Linked DNA regions of Sus scrofa: regions 1 and 3 are each linked to region 2. The links are chromatin contacts, called in public HiChIP or PLAC-seq maps. All regions are on one chromosome and are shown on one strand. Each heading gives the region's core, a stretch centred on a gene start, on an enhancer-like site or on the middle of the called end of the contact. The rest is flanking DNA. Distances are from core to core; before and after follow the strand shown.

Region 1 (3,958 bases), core at 1,174-3,673, 420 kb after region 2:
CATGGTCACTAATCATTAGGGAAACGCAAATAAAACCACCTCACACCTGCTAGGAAGGCATATATATATTTTAAACTACAAAATGTAAAAAGCATTGGTGAGGATGTAGACAAACTAGAACCTTGTACATTGCTGATGGGAATGCAAAATGGCACAGCTTCTATGGAAAACAGTAGGCAGGTTCTTAAAAACTAAAGAGAATTTCTATATTATTCAGCAATCCCACTCTTGGGTATTTCTCTAAAAGTATGGAAATTAAAATCTTGAAAAGATACTAGCACCCCCATGTTCACTGCAACACTATTCACAGCAGCCAAGATATGGAAACAACCTAAACGTCCATTGACAGAAGAAGAGATTTTAAATGTGCTCTTTACACACAATGGAATACTATTCAGCCTTAAAAAAGAAGGAAATTCTGCAATATGAGACAACATGGATGAATCTGGAAGACATTATGCCCAGTGTGACAGGAAGTCATGGAAGGACAATCCTACATGTTTCCATTTACACGAGCTCTCACCATTGTGCCTACAGATACACTTAAAAATCAAAGCGAGTAGATCTCATGTTAAGTGTTGTTACCACATGAAACATTTTAAAACAATAACCAAAAATTAAAAAGAGTGCATGAGACAAATATGAGGTATAAACAGGAGGGCAAGGAGGTTCATGCAGCGTCTGGTCACCAAAAGTACTCTTCGATCATTTGGAGAATCACCTTGGCAGAAACTATTTGCTCTTAATTAAAGAGCTCGTTGAAGAATAAATTATTCCTCTCCATCCCTCAAAGAAGGATCTCTGTTTGGCACATGCTATTTATGGCAAAAACAGAATCAATTCCACAAAGATCTACTTGGCTTCCACCATTGAGCAGGCACTGGGTGTGCATGAGAATAGAATAAGAGCAGCTCACGTTCTGTTTGTGAGGTGGTTAGGAACGGAGACTTGGATTCTGATATCAACTCTGCTGCCCGCTAGCTGTGTGGCTGTGAGCAAGCTGCCTGACCTCTCTGTTCTCTGGAAAATGGGGAGAAAAATCTTTAGGGTGTCACTTGAGTTAATAGACAAATGAAGGCATGAAGTGCTTTGGATAATGCCTTCCAGCATGCTATTGTCATTACTAAAAAATACCACAGGGTGATGTCAAAAGGATGGGATGCACTGCCTCCCTCGGAGGTGTACTTGGCTGGGGGTGGGGACAGGGGCACCTCCAGAGGAGGTGACCTGAGCTGGGCCTGGGAGGAGGTGTTTCAGGGCCAGGAAGACAGAGACTCCAAGGATGGGGTCCAAGATTTCAAGCCTGAGTGACCGAGAGAACATTAATTCAACTAGGTCAGAGTGTGGAAGGAAATGCCCGGGGAAGTCATTCTGGGGCAGGGTGGATCTCAGAGCTGGGTGTCCTCCAGCCTGAAGGGGCTCAGGGTCTAAGCACATGCTCAGTCTGAGTGAGCCCTGGGTGCAGTGAAAGTGACCTCCATGAGCAAGAAGTCCCCAAGACTGAGGATTTTATATCTTCCCCTGGACTTGTTCCAAAGATGGTACCAAGATGGATGGTGGGTCTCTGTTTGACTCTGGGGCATCAAGGGAGGAGGAGCAGGGGATGCCATGGGGGGTGGTACCAAAGCAGAGGATGGAGTGGACGTCTTATGATGGTGAGAAAAGGCAACTGGGATGTCCCCGCCTGGCTGCAGGGGAGCAACTGGGGTGTCCTGGGGCTGAGGCTGGGCCACATTAGGATGGGGACTGAACAGGAAGGTTTGGGGCACCACAGGCACATCCTGGGGGAGGGCTCCAGGCTTGACTTGGGATGTGCCTAGTGGGCAGCTGGAGATGCCAGCCTGGGGGTGGTTCAGAGAGTTGGGAGGACCCCAGGGCAAGGCGGGCCCTGGACATTTGGGGTCAGCCATCTGCGTGGCCCCCTGGGGAAGAGCCTAAACTTGCCCCTCATGGAGAAAGGCAGCAGCAGTGACTATGGCTTGTAGAAACTTCCTAGAGCTGGCTCAACCTGCTTTGGGGACAGGGGTCAGGCCTGCTTATGAGTGTATGAGGTAATAAGGTACAGGAGGCAGAGATGGACTCTAAGAATTCAGGGGTCTCCCCAGGCGGCCTCAAGCAGATAGCTTGGCCCACGGGATGGTGGTTTCCTCTTTTGCGAAATGATGAAAGCCACTGATGATTTAGTTACTCTTCTGGTTTACTGTCAGCCTGGTGTGGGGGGGGGGTGTCTGTGTGACCCTGTCCCAAGAGTTTACTGCAGCGAACAAGTCAGAGGAGGCTCCTTATTTCTGGCCTGTGCAGACCTCTTGGCACCTTCCGGATTTCACACCAGAAGGTTCGCACTACCTCAGGTGGCGTCAGAAGTGTCCTGACAGCCAGGGCCAGTGCTCAGCTGGGGCCCTGCTTCCTGCTTGGGGGAGCAGGTGACAACAACACCAAGAGGTGCCCAGATCACACAGAGGAAACATGTTGGGGTGATCCAGGTCACTGCCCTAGAACAGTGCTGCTCCCTGCCTGGAGGTGGGCTGTCGGGGGCGCAGGGCAACTCACCCAAGGATGGGAGGACCCCCGAAGGCCATCCGGGCCAGCCCCCTGCCTCCAAGAGGGCTGCCTTCAAAGCATCCCAAAGGGATGCAAAAAGCATAGCCATGGCCTCTCTGTGCAGCAGTTGCACTGAGGCCAGTTTGAGTGAAATCAATTTGGAAGAGGCCATTGTCTGCAGCTGAGAAACAAGTCTGAAATCAAGTACAGTTGTCAAGAAACTTTGGCGATGTGGCGTAGCAGAGGCTTAGGGGGTCACGAAACACCCAGCAGAGGTCTGTGTGCTCTGCTTTTATGTGCACCCACGCGGTCTGGAGACAACGAGCTATTTTCTGATAAATGCTTCAAAAACATTTACAAACACCCCCTCCCTTCTCTTGAATTGCTCTCTTTTCTTCCTTTCAGAAGCACAAAAAATGGCTCTTGATGGCATACCTCCCCTTTAGCTGACAATTCCCTCTCCCTGGGGTCTTTCACGGAAACACTTCTCCAAAAGCTTGTCTGCATGGGGTTCCTCACCTTCACTGACTCCCCAGCGCTGCCGAGGTAGCTTTTGCGCTCACTCCACTGACACCATGGGGTCCCTGACCTCCTTGTTGCCAAACCCCGGCCACTTCTCCGTCCCGGTCCCCTTGATTCCCCTGAGGTCGCTCCTCCTGACATCTTGGGACCAGCTGCTGAAAGTGGGAGGGGACAGCACCTGGGAGGGGTGGTCTGGCCCCGCCCCTGAGGGAGGAGCGCTGTGACCATTGGCGCCCTCCTGGCTTCTTTCCAGCCTTCTCTCCTCCACTCCCCCAGCGCACCCTATCTGGTCCCCAACACCAGGTACACGCTGACCCAACGCTCAAGCCTGTGTCGCTAGGGCCAACCTCTTCTGGATCATCAGACACATCAGACAATTCCATTGGAGCAGCAGAGGGACAGCTCCCTGGGGATGGAAAACAGGCCACCCAAACTCCTGGTTGCCATTCCCACTCTATCTGCTTCCAGCTTCCTCATCCCAGGAAACGGTGCCAGCAGGCTGGTAAAGGAGGATCCCGAACGCTCCCTCCCTTCTCTGTATCTCTGGTCAGAAGTCCTGCTGGTTCTAACACAAAGATACAACTGGAAGGCACATGGCCTTCCCCCTCCTCTTTCATGACTGTTTTGAGCCACCAGCCTCTCACTTGGACCCAACAGCTTCCACGTTTGCCCCTTCAAGTCTACCCCCTCTCATAGGGTTATTATGGGCAGGGCAAGCACTCCCCTTGACTTCTTGCTCCTTAAAAGTTTTCTGATTATCCTTATTTATTTCTTTTTCAGAGGAAATTTAGAAAGAACCATTTTTTAAAAAAATAAATAATTCAATGGTAAACCACTACAGTCCAAAGATCTGTTCCTTCAAGTAATTTTTCCCCCCTCCTTTCTGCAGGCAGTG
Region 2 (3,961 bases), core at 1,009-3,508:
CCTCATTCTGCTTTGTTCTAAGACTGTTCTTGATGAGTAATGAGGAAAGTAGTTGAGGACAGCTAAGAGGTCTTTAAGTTTTCTTCCTGTTTGGAGTCTTCCATTTTAAGTAATGATGAAATTGATGTAGGTAGGATGGCCTGTCTGCTGCTGCTGTTGTCACCTCAGCTGTCAACCAGGTGTCAGGAGGAGGAGGAGGAGGTCCCCTAAGCCCACAGGGAAGGGGCTGTGATGATGTATAATCTCATCATCTCTAGTTGAATGGATATACCTTGCCCACTGTATTGGTTTCCTACAGCTGTTGTAATAACGTACCAGAAACTGGGAGCTTAAAACAATAGATATTTATCACAGGCTCACAGTTTTGGAGGCTAAAAGTGCAAAACCAAGATATCAGCAAGGCCACGTTTCCTCTGAAACCTGTAGAAGTATAATACTTGCTTTCTTCTTCTAGCTGCTGATGTTTGCTGTCATTCCTTGGCATTAGTTGGCTTACAGATGAATCACTTCAGCTTCTGCTTCTGTCATCAAATGGCCATTTTCTCCCTGTATGTTTCTGTCTCTCTTCTCATAAGAACACCAGTCATATTAGATTAAGTGCCCACCCTGCTCCAGTGTAACCTCATCTTAAATAATTATGTCTGCAACAGCTCTGTATCCAAATAAGTGACATCTGGAAGTACCAAGGGTTAGGCCTTAAACATGTCTTTTGGGACGATACAATTGGATCCATAATACCTACTTAAGATTCTTCTCCTGATACTTACTTGTTATAGTCTACAGTCATCTCTTCTGTCCCTATTCTTTACCGCTTTTTGTCATAGATTCATTACTTTGTCAATTAACAAATATATTGAATTGTATTGGCTTTTGTCATTTAGTTTTTAGTCTCTTTATATCTTGAATCTTTAACTACATTATAAGCTGCCTGATGGGTAACCATTAGTTAATTTCCTTGTATGTTACATACCAAGTAGAGATGAGTCACAGAGCTGTTTATTCAGATGCTAGGTAAATAAGTTAAATAGCTTCTATCATGATATAGATCATTCTTGTACCCTGTTTTTTCCCCTCTGTGAATTGTCGTAAAAACAAAGCACTTTGGAATGTCTGTCTTTCCATAGTAAGCTTTTTTTTTAAACCCCTTTTTTGATCTTTTTCATCCCATCTTTGCCATTTCCTATATCCAACAGTTATAACTTCTGTTAAAAAGGATATGAAGCCTTTCATAGGCATCTAGTTCTAGAATTAGGTAGGTTGTTGCTAATTTTGATCCAAAATAACATAAAGTCTTTCATAGAATGAACAAACTTTCATAGAATGAACAAAGTGATAGCTAGTAAGGTCTTCAGAACTATTTCAGGATGGCCAGCTCTGAGCTTAATCATGTCATCCCAGTTCTTTATTCCATAGAAAGAAAATAAAAAGTTTTTGTTCATTTAGGGAGGGTGATTAATACAATTAAATCTTTTGCACTTGTACAAAGTGGACAAATCATGGGATTCTTTTAAAACTAAAAAAAAATTTAGCAGTTAAGTCCTTATTATGTAAGTTCCTGTTGCCAGTGATTTATAGACCTTTGCTCTCTCCTAAGGAAGGAAGTAATTTTATGTTTATGGTTATGACTCTGAATCCCAGCCCAGCCTACAGTGGGATTGTCAGTGTAGTATAAATGCACCCAAACTCTCATAAACAGAATAACCTGTGGATCATTGAATATGGAACATTAATTTTTGTCAGTCTTCCTCCAGTGAATCAGTAAATACTGTGCTTGCCTAATGACAGTCATTGTGCTGGGTGCTAGGGAAACAGATATAAACATTCAGGATCTGCCCTCAGAAAGGTTGTGGTTGAGAGGGAAGATAGATGCGAAGACAGTTAATAACACGTTTTAAGTTGTATATTGTCAGTAAGCACAAGTCAAATGGGAACCTAGAATGGAAAGCACCAAAGTGAGCCTGAAGCAGTCAGGGAGAGCCTTACAGGAGAGTCATGCTTACAGAATGGAGGAAGAGGAGTTTGCCAAAAGTTCAGGAAGATGCAATGAGCATCTTCAGGTAGTTGGCAACAGGTGCAAGGACCCAGAGGCAAGGAACACATGGCCATCTTTTCCACCAGAAGGAGGTGTGCTGGTGTGTCTGTCAGTTACTGTGGCAGTAAGGCTGATACTTTTGTGAGGCTGATGAGAGCGTTGAGCGGGTGAAACCAAGATTACACTTTTCATCTCCACCCACCTACGCCAGTGAGCTTCTTCCGTTTTGCGATGACCACATTCCTTGACAGACAGCACCCATCGTCCTGGCCCGCCAGCTCACAGATGTGGGTTTAGTGGGTGTCACCACGCCCACTAAAGTGGGTGAAAGGATGAGGGAGTGCGGCTCTTTTCAGGGTATATCCATGACCACACTGAAAAATGACTCCAAGACAGTCTCCGAAAGAGTTTTTAGCCATGAAGACTTGTTCTTATTTTTAATGCCCTTAATAGATTTTCAACTCTTACAATCATATAGCATTTTATCTTGCGTGTATTTTTCCATCTCTGCTGTAGAAAGGTGCGACATAAATATTTAATCAGTCTCAACAGAAATTGGCTTTTTTTCACGGCTTCAGATTGTCTAATTTCACTGATCTAATACTTGTGGCACGTATGTTGAGAATTAAGTCTGAGAACTCACATTTTTTCAGAATTTTACAGTAGCTATAAATCTTTGTGCCTTTTTTGTTGAGTTTGTAAAATATAATGATCTTAGAAGTGAGCAAGCTTTTTGATGGTCATAAGATGTACTGAATATGTTATTTTGTACCTATTTCATTGTGAACCCAGTCTATCCATTACATCCTTAGTGTTTGTACCCCAGATTACTTAGTGTAGACTGATGTGTGTGCACTGAAGGACAGTTTTGAATCTAGTATATAGTCATTATTAATGTCCCCTGAAGACTAGATTTTTAGAAATAAGTCTCTTAATTTCAGAAGATGATGTATAAAGATAAGTTTAAAGACTCTCAGGCTGAGCTCTCTTTGATAGCTATTTCTATAATGATCATGTGCTTTGGGTCTTTTTTCCTTCAATCAACTCCACCTCCACTGGAACCAATTTGGCATCTGTGGGTGTCATCATTTTAATGTATGCTCTGTCAATCTACCACTCCACTTGACACAAGGAGGAAGGTAATGACATATAGAAATGTTTCTTTGAGAATATAAATTGTAAACAAATCCAATCAAGCAATTGTTTTCAAGTAAGTTTTCTTTTCTTATGAAATTTCCGTCAGCATTCCCTTCCTCTGAACTCTTAAGTTCCTGGAAAGAAAGTGTTAGAGAGGAGCTTGAAATGAATGTCTGTATTTGTGGTTTTTTAGACCTTGTTATTAGACCACAAGTAGGGCAGACAGCAACATGCTATTAACACGTTGAAATACAACTTCAAGCCATATAGCATAACTGTGCGTTGCTGGGAACCAAGCCGGCTCTACATTCCTGCATGGCCATGTTGGGCATTTTAGAGCAAATGTCTGCAGTGGAGAACCATGATGACGTTTTTTAAAAAATAGTTGCCTTGTCCAAAGTCAGAAGGCTTTTTAAATACATATGCCACGTAAAAAGGAATGGCTCTAATAAATTGATTTGTTTGTCCATACCTGTAATGTATATTATAGCATCATCTTTAAAACAAGGGATGTTGTTAAAACTTAATGAGTACCATGTAAATTTCCATCCGCTTAGTGTAATATTTTTAGATATTTGGTACATATGATCCTTACTTAGTGTTTACAAAGCTTTGCAAAAATTATTTTCAAGCGCCTTATTCCCTTTGCTTTGATAGTATGTAAAAATAAATGCCTTAAACTATTTTGTTTTCACAAAGGAGAATGAGATTCTATAAACTGTGGTCAGGTTTCCAAAGTTAAGATTCTCAAAAACGCTCTTGGAAATAAAATTTGTCCATTAAAAATAGTGT
Region 3 (4,330 bases), core at 1,117-3,616, 310 kb after region 2:
AGTGGTTAACGAATCCAACTAGGAACCATGAGGCTGTAGGTTCGATCCCTGCCCTTGCTCGGTGGATAACGATCCGGCGTTGCCGTGAGCTGTGGTGTAGGTTGTAGACGCGGCTTGGATCCTGCGTTGCTGTGGCTCTGGCGTAGGCTGGCAGCTACAGCGCTGATTAGACCCCTAGCCTGGGAACCTCCATATGCCTCGGGAAACAGCCTTAGAAAAGGCAAAAAGACAAAAAATAAAAATAAATAAAAAAATAAAATCCATTCATCCTTCAGTGGACACTTGGAGTTGCTTCTGCCTTTGGGCAGTTGTGAGTAGTACAGCTGCATACCCAGAGGTGAAATTGCCGCCCGTGTGGTAGTTCTCTGTGGAGTTTGTTGAGGCAGGGTCATGTCTGCGTAGACAGATCACAGATCCCATGGGGCAACTGGGTGGGCTTGAAGGGGAGCCCTGGGGCAGGAGTGGGGGGGGGCACGTCTGAGGCCTGGCTCTCTGTGGTAATACAAGCCAGGTTGGAGTCCTCTGAAATGTGGGGCACACTGCAGAGAGCAGCGGGGGTCCAGGGTGGGGGAGCTGTCGGCTGAGGCTGGGAGGGCCTGCGGGAGGGGGGAGCCCCAGGCCTAGGAGGTCCTGGTGCTTTGGGGGTGAAAGGGCCCGGATGGCTGAACAGTGAGTGTGTCAAAGCCAGGGAGATTAGATTACAGAGGCAGACAGAAGTAATGATTAACTTTTCCAGTCTGCACGCTGTCTCCAGTCTGTCGTACTGTTGTTTTTCCCTGTAAGTACAGTGCGGCCCTGGCCTGGCTGGGCCCTGGTGTTGGGTTGTAAAGGAAGAAGGAATGAGGGCTGGGAGTGAGCAGGGGGCGGGGAGCCGGGGAGCTGGCCCAAGAGCGAAGGCTTTTCCATCAGATCCTGCGCTGGAATTTATTGGCCGGAATGCAGTAAATGTTCAAAATGCCATCCCAACCAACAGTTTTCATAATTGTTATGGAACAAGGGGAGCTGGGGGAGGGGAGGGATGAAAAGGACTTTTGTTTCTCACTGTATTTTTCCACATCTTTGGACGATTTCTCTACCCTCTAGAAAAAACTGAGTTGAGCTGAGTGGAGCTGTGGGGGGAATGGGGTGGGGGCAGGGCCTGCGTCTGAGGCTGTCTTACCTTTCAGGGAGCCAGAGGTCAGGGCAGCGCGGGGCTCTAGTAAATCGAGGCCCATTTGTGGGGGGTTTGGATGCAAACTTATGTTTGGAATGGATGGTCATTGGGATCCTATGCTACAGCACAGGGACATGTGTGTGCTTGGGTCGCTTTGCTGTACAACAGAACTTGAAGAAACATTGTCAGTCATCTATATTTTAATAAAAAAAAAAATGGAGGCCCACAGCAAAAAAGCAGCTCCAGTAGAGCCCCTAGACCCGCAGAACCAGGCAGAAACTGCTCTGTACCTCTGGGAGTTGTGTCTTTCGGCACATTGTGGCTTATTATGCAGCTGTGTTTATTAAGATTCTTTAACATGTAGCAGCATACTTATAGATGGTTAATAAAAAGAAGAGGGATGTTAATTTAAAAAAATGAGGAGGAGTTCCGGTCGTGGCGCATGGGAAACGAATCTGATTGGGAAGCATGAGGTTGCGGGTTCGATCCGTGGCCTCGCTCAGTGGGTTAAGGATCTGGTGTTGCCGTCATCTGTGGTGTAGGTCGAAGAGGTTGCTTGGATCCCATCTTGCTGTGACTGCGTGTAGGCCGGCAGCTGTAGTTCCAATTGGACCCCTAGCCTGGGAACCTCCATATGCCGCCAGTGCCACCCTAAAAAGAAAAAGAAAAAAAAAATGAGGGACTTTCTAGCGCTTTAAGAGAAGGTTCTTCGGTTGGATTTGCCTTTGCAAGTGGAAGCGCAGCCCCAGTTGGGAGTCCAGGTGTGGAATTCGGAGGGATTTCTAGACTCTGCAGGTGGGAGGTGGGTGGGTTAGAGATGTGACGGGAATATCCTTGAACACCCTTCTGTTGTGGGATGTTCCCCTTCCTTGTTATGTCTTCCTGGGAGTGGCCAGGATCCTACCTGGGGGTGTGGACAGGTGAGCAGATGGGGGGGGCGGTCTCTGTGTGTGCAAGTGTCTGAGCCTCTTTCCTGAATGGAGCTGCTCAGCTCTTTGGGGGTGGCAGCGGGAACTCAGTGATGCACCCGTGGCGTGGAAGAAACTTGAAATGCAGACTTGAGAAGTGATGAGGCTGGATGCACACTAACCAACAGCCAGGGAGGCCCATTTACTGTAAATATTATGAATGGAGTTGGCCGGGCTGGGTGTCCCCACCCTTCCTCTGAGGCCTCTCGGAGCCGGGCAGAGCTGGCCTCCTCAGAAGGCAGGCAGCCGGGTACACGCTATAATTTGCATGGCTGAAGGCTGGGGCGCAGGAAGCCGCGTCAGCCCGGCTGGCGAGACAGATGGGAGCTTTTGATTTGTGTGGCTTCCCTCCCCTGCCCGGCGCTACCCTCAATTATATCCTCTGATGGCAAAACACTGCTCTTAGGAGGGACCCCGGGGGCTCGGGGGCCTCAGACTTGGGCTGTTTGAGGGGCTCAGGAAGCGGGGGGTGGGGCCCGCTGGGGGAGCAGGGAAGTACATTTTAGCTCTAGTAACTGATTACTCATCACAATTTGTAAGACACAGTCACGAATCAGTCTTGTAGATGAGCAGGATCTGCCAAATATGTAAGCTCTGGGAGTTTGCAGGAGGAAGGAGGATGATGGTGGGTGAGGAACTTTAGGGCACCAAGCCTGGGTGGGCGTTGGGAGTGTGATGATGACACAGGAGACCCCCCTCCCACCCCAGGAGGGGGCTCGCCTTCCCCTGAGACAGAAAGAACATGTTTGTAGACTCACTGAAAGTTTTTGTAAAGTTTGATTTAGAGATGGACACAGCAAACTCTGACTCACATCTCTTTTGCCTTTTGGTTTTGTTTTTGTTTGATGGTTGCAGATGAAATGCAAAAAGGTGCCCTGCTCCCCAAAGTGATTTTCTGCCTCTCTAGAAGGTAGTAAAAAGAAATGGACCCGGCGATGTTTCTTACTGACCAGAGACATCTGTGAATCCCAAAGTATAGCCAGAGACCCATCAGAGGCAGAAGAGGGCCCCTGGGGCTGTTTTACCCCAGCCCCTCTGCCTGGTAGTTATGGGCAGGTCAGACTGAGGCTTGGAGGGGCAGAGCCACTTGGCCAAGGTCACAGAGCAGCAGCGTGCTGGCAAAGAAGCCCTTTCACTCTCTTGGCTTCTTGGTGTGAAGGAGCTGAACCCCACACTCGGGGCCACAGTAGGTGTAACACTTTCAAAGTGTGCTCTGGAGGACACATATCTGAATCTCTAGTATTTGGAGAGGGCTGGTGGCTTTAAGGGCCTGAGGTGGCTGCCCACCCACAGCTCACACGGGCCTCGAACCCAGTTCTTGGCAGGTGATGTGTGCCTGTCTCCCCTCCTTTAACATATGGATGGTGATGCTGTGCTGCCTCACAGCGTGCCTTTTCTGTGAGCATCTGCCAGAAGGGCTCATTAGGTTTAAGTACCAGCGCAGAACTATTCTCCCACCTGGGGTGGGGTAAGGGGGGCGAAGAGTGTGGTCAGCGTTTTCCGAGCGTTCTCGAACCTAAGAGATGATATGCCCCCTAAGAGTTGAGAGTTTCCAGTGAAGCTGCAGCTCAGGCCTGGCCCTCTGGCTGCTTTTCATCACATCACAACAGCCGGTGAGGCTGCCATTGTGAGCTTCATTTCAAGGATGAGCTCAAGTCACTGCCAAGGTGCCCTGGGGAAGCAGGTTTGAGGAGGGGGTGTCTGGTTCCATAGCTGGTCCACCCATGAGGGGTGGGGCTCCCTGAGGAGTGAGACTTGGGAAGCTCAGCTGGTTGGGGCCAGGGCACCTGAAGAAGCACCCTGGCTTCTGAAGGCAAGAACCTGTGCCACCCCCTGCCTGCCCCCTAGCCCAGCCACCCGGACCCGCATTGCAGAGCTCTGAAGGAAAAAAAAAAATCCAACTTTTCCATCCTGCTTTCTACCAGCCAGAATTCATTCTCCCTTCCATTTGTCCAAGGAGCTCAGGTGGTAGTGATGGGTTGGATCTGCGCATTTTCTGGGTAACAGAGTTAACTGAGAGTGAGGTTGTTTCACCCCCCACACACACAACCCGGGTTGCTTGCTCTGAACCCCAGAGCTGTCTTTGCTCCCCCGACAACCCGAGGGAGCGGCGGTGGCGTCATTGCTTGTGTCCCGGATGGGGTGGCAAACGTGGCTGAGAGCTGACCCCGGAGCCCAGACGGAGCCCAGACACCCCAGCCTGGTTTTA

What was found. HiChIP or PLAC-seq counts read pairs in DNA pulled down with a chosen protein or histone mark.
Region 1: a contact with region 2 is called in an H3K27ac HiChIP or PLAC-seq map of alveolar macrophages. The contact joins two enhancer-like sites. A contact is called at or near these places in 2 of 47 Hi-C or Micro-C datasets (embryonic fibroblasts and epiblast stem cells) and 1 of 2 datasets of contacts at active chromatin or transcription factors (alveolar macrophages).
Region 3: an H3K27ac HiChIP or PLAC-seq map of alveolar macrophages shows a contact between it and region 2. The contact joins two enhancer-like sites. A contact is called at or near these places in 2 of 47 Hi-C or Micro-C datasets (embryonic fibroblasts and epiblast stem cells) and 1 of 2 datasets of contacts at active chromatin or transcription factors (alveolar macrophages).

What each region holds. Positions count from the first base shown.
Region 1 is chr1:98,410,071-98,414,028 of Sscrofa11.1, reverse strand. The region is part of intron 10 of CTIF (CBP80/20-dependent translation initiation factor); the gene reads right to left. Among named protein-coding and RNA genes, the nearest start is that of SMAD7, 130 kb to the left of the region's middle. Within about 2 kb of position 2,423, at least 1 of the 83 cell types and tissues checked has an H3K27ac peak or open chromatin away from gene starts, as enhancers often do. A contact at or near this core is called in alveolar macrophages, where this site is marked.
Region 2 is chr1:98,832,203-98,836,163 of Sscrofa11.1, reverse strand. The region is part of intron 13 of DYM (dymeclin); the gene reads left to right. Among named protein-coding and RNA genes, the nearest start is that of DYM, 190 kb to the left of the region's middle. Within about 2 kb of position 2,258, at least 6 of the 83 cell types and tissues checked have an H3K27ac peak or open chromatin away from gene starts, as enhancers often do. A contact at or near this core is called in alveolar macrophages, where this site is marked.
Region 3 is chr1:98,519,432-98,523,761 of Sscrofa11.1, reverse strand. All of the region lies in intron 3 of SMAD7 (SMAD family member 7), which reads left to right. Among named protein-coding and RNA genes, the nearest start is that of SMAD7, 21 kb to the left of the region's middle. Within about 2 kb of position 2,366, at least 45 of the 83 cell types and tissues checked have an H3K27ac peak or open chromatin away from gene starts, as enhancers often do. A contact at or near this core is called in alveolar macrophages, where this site is marked.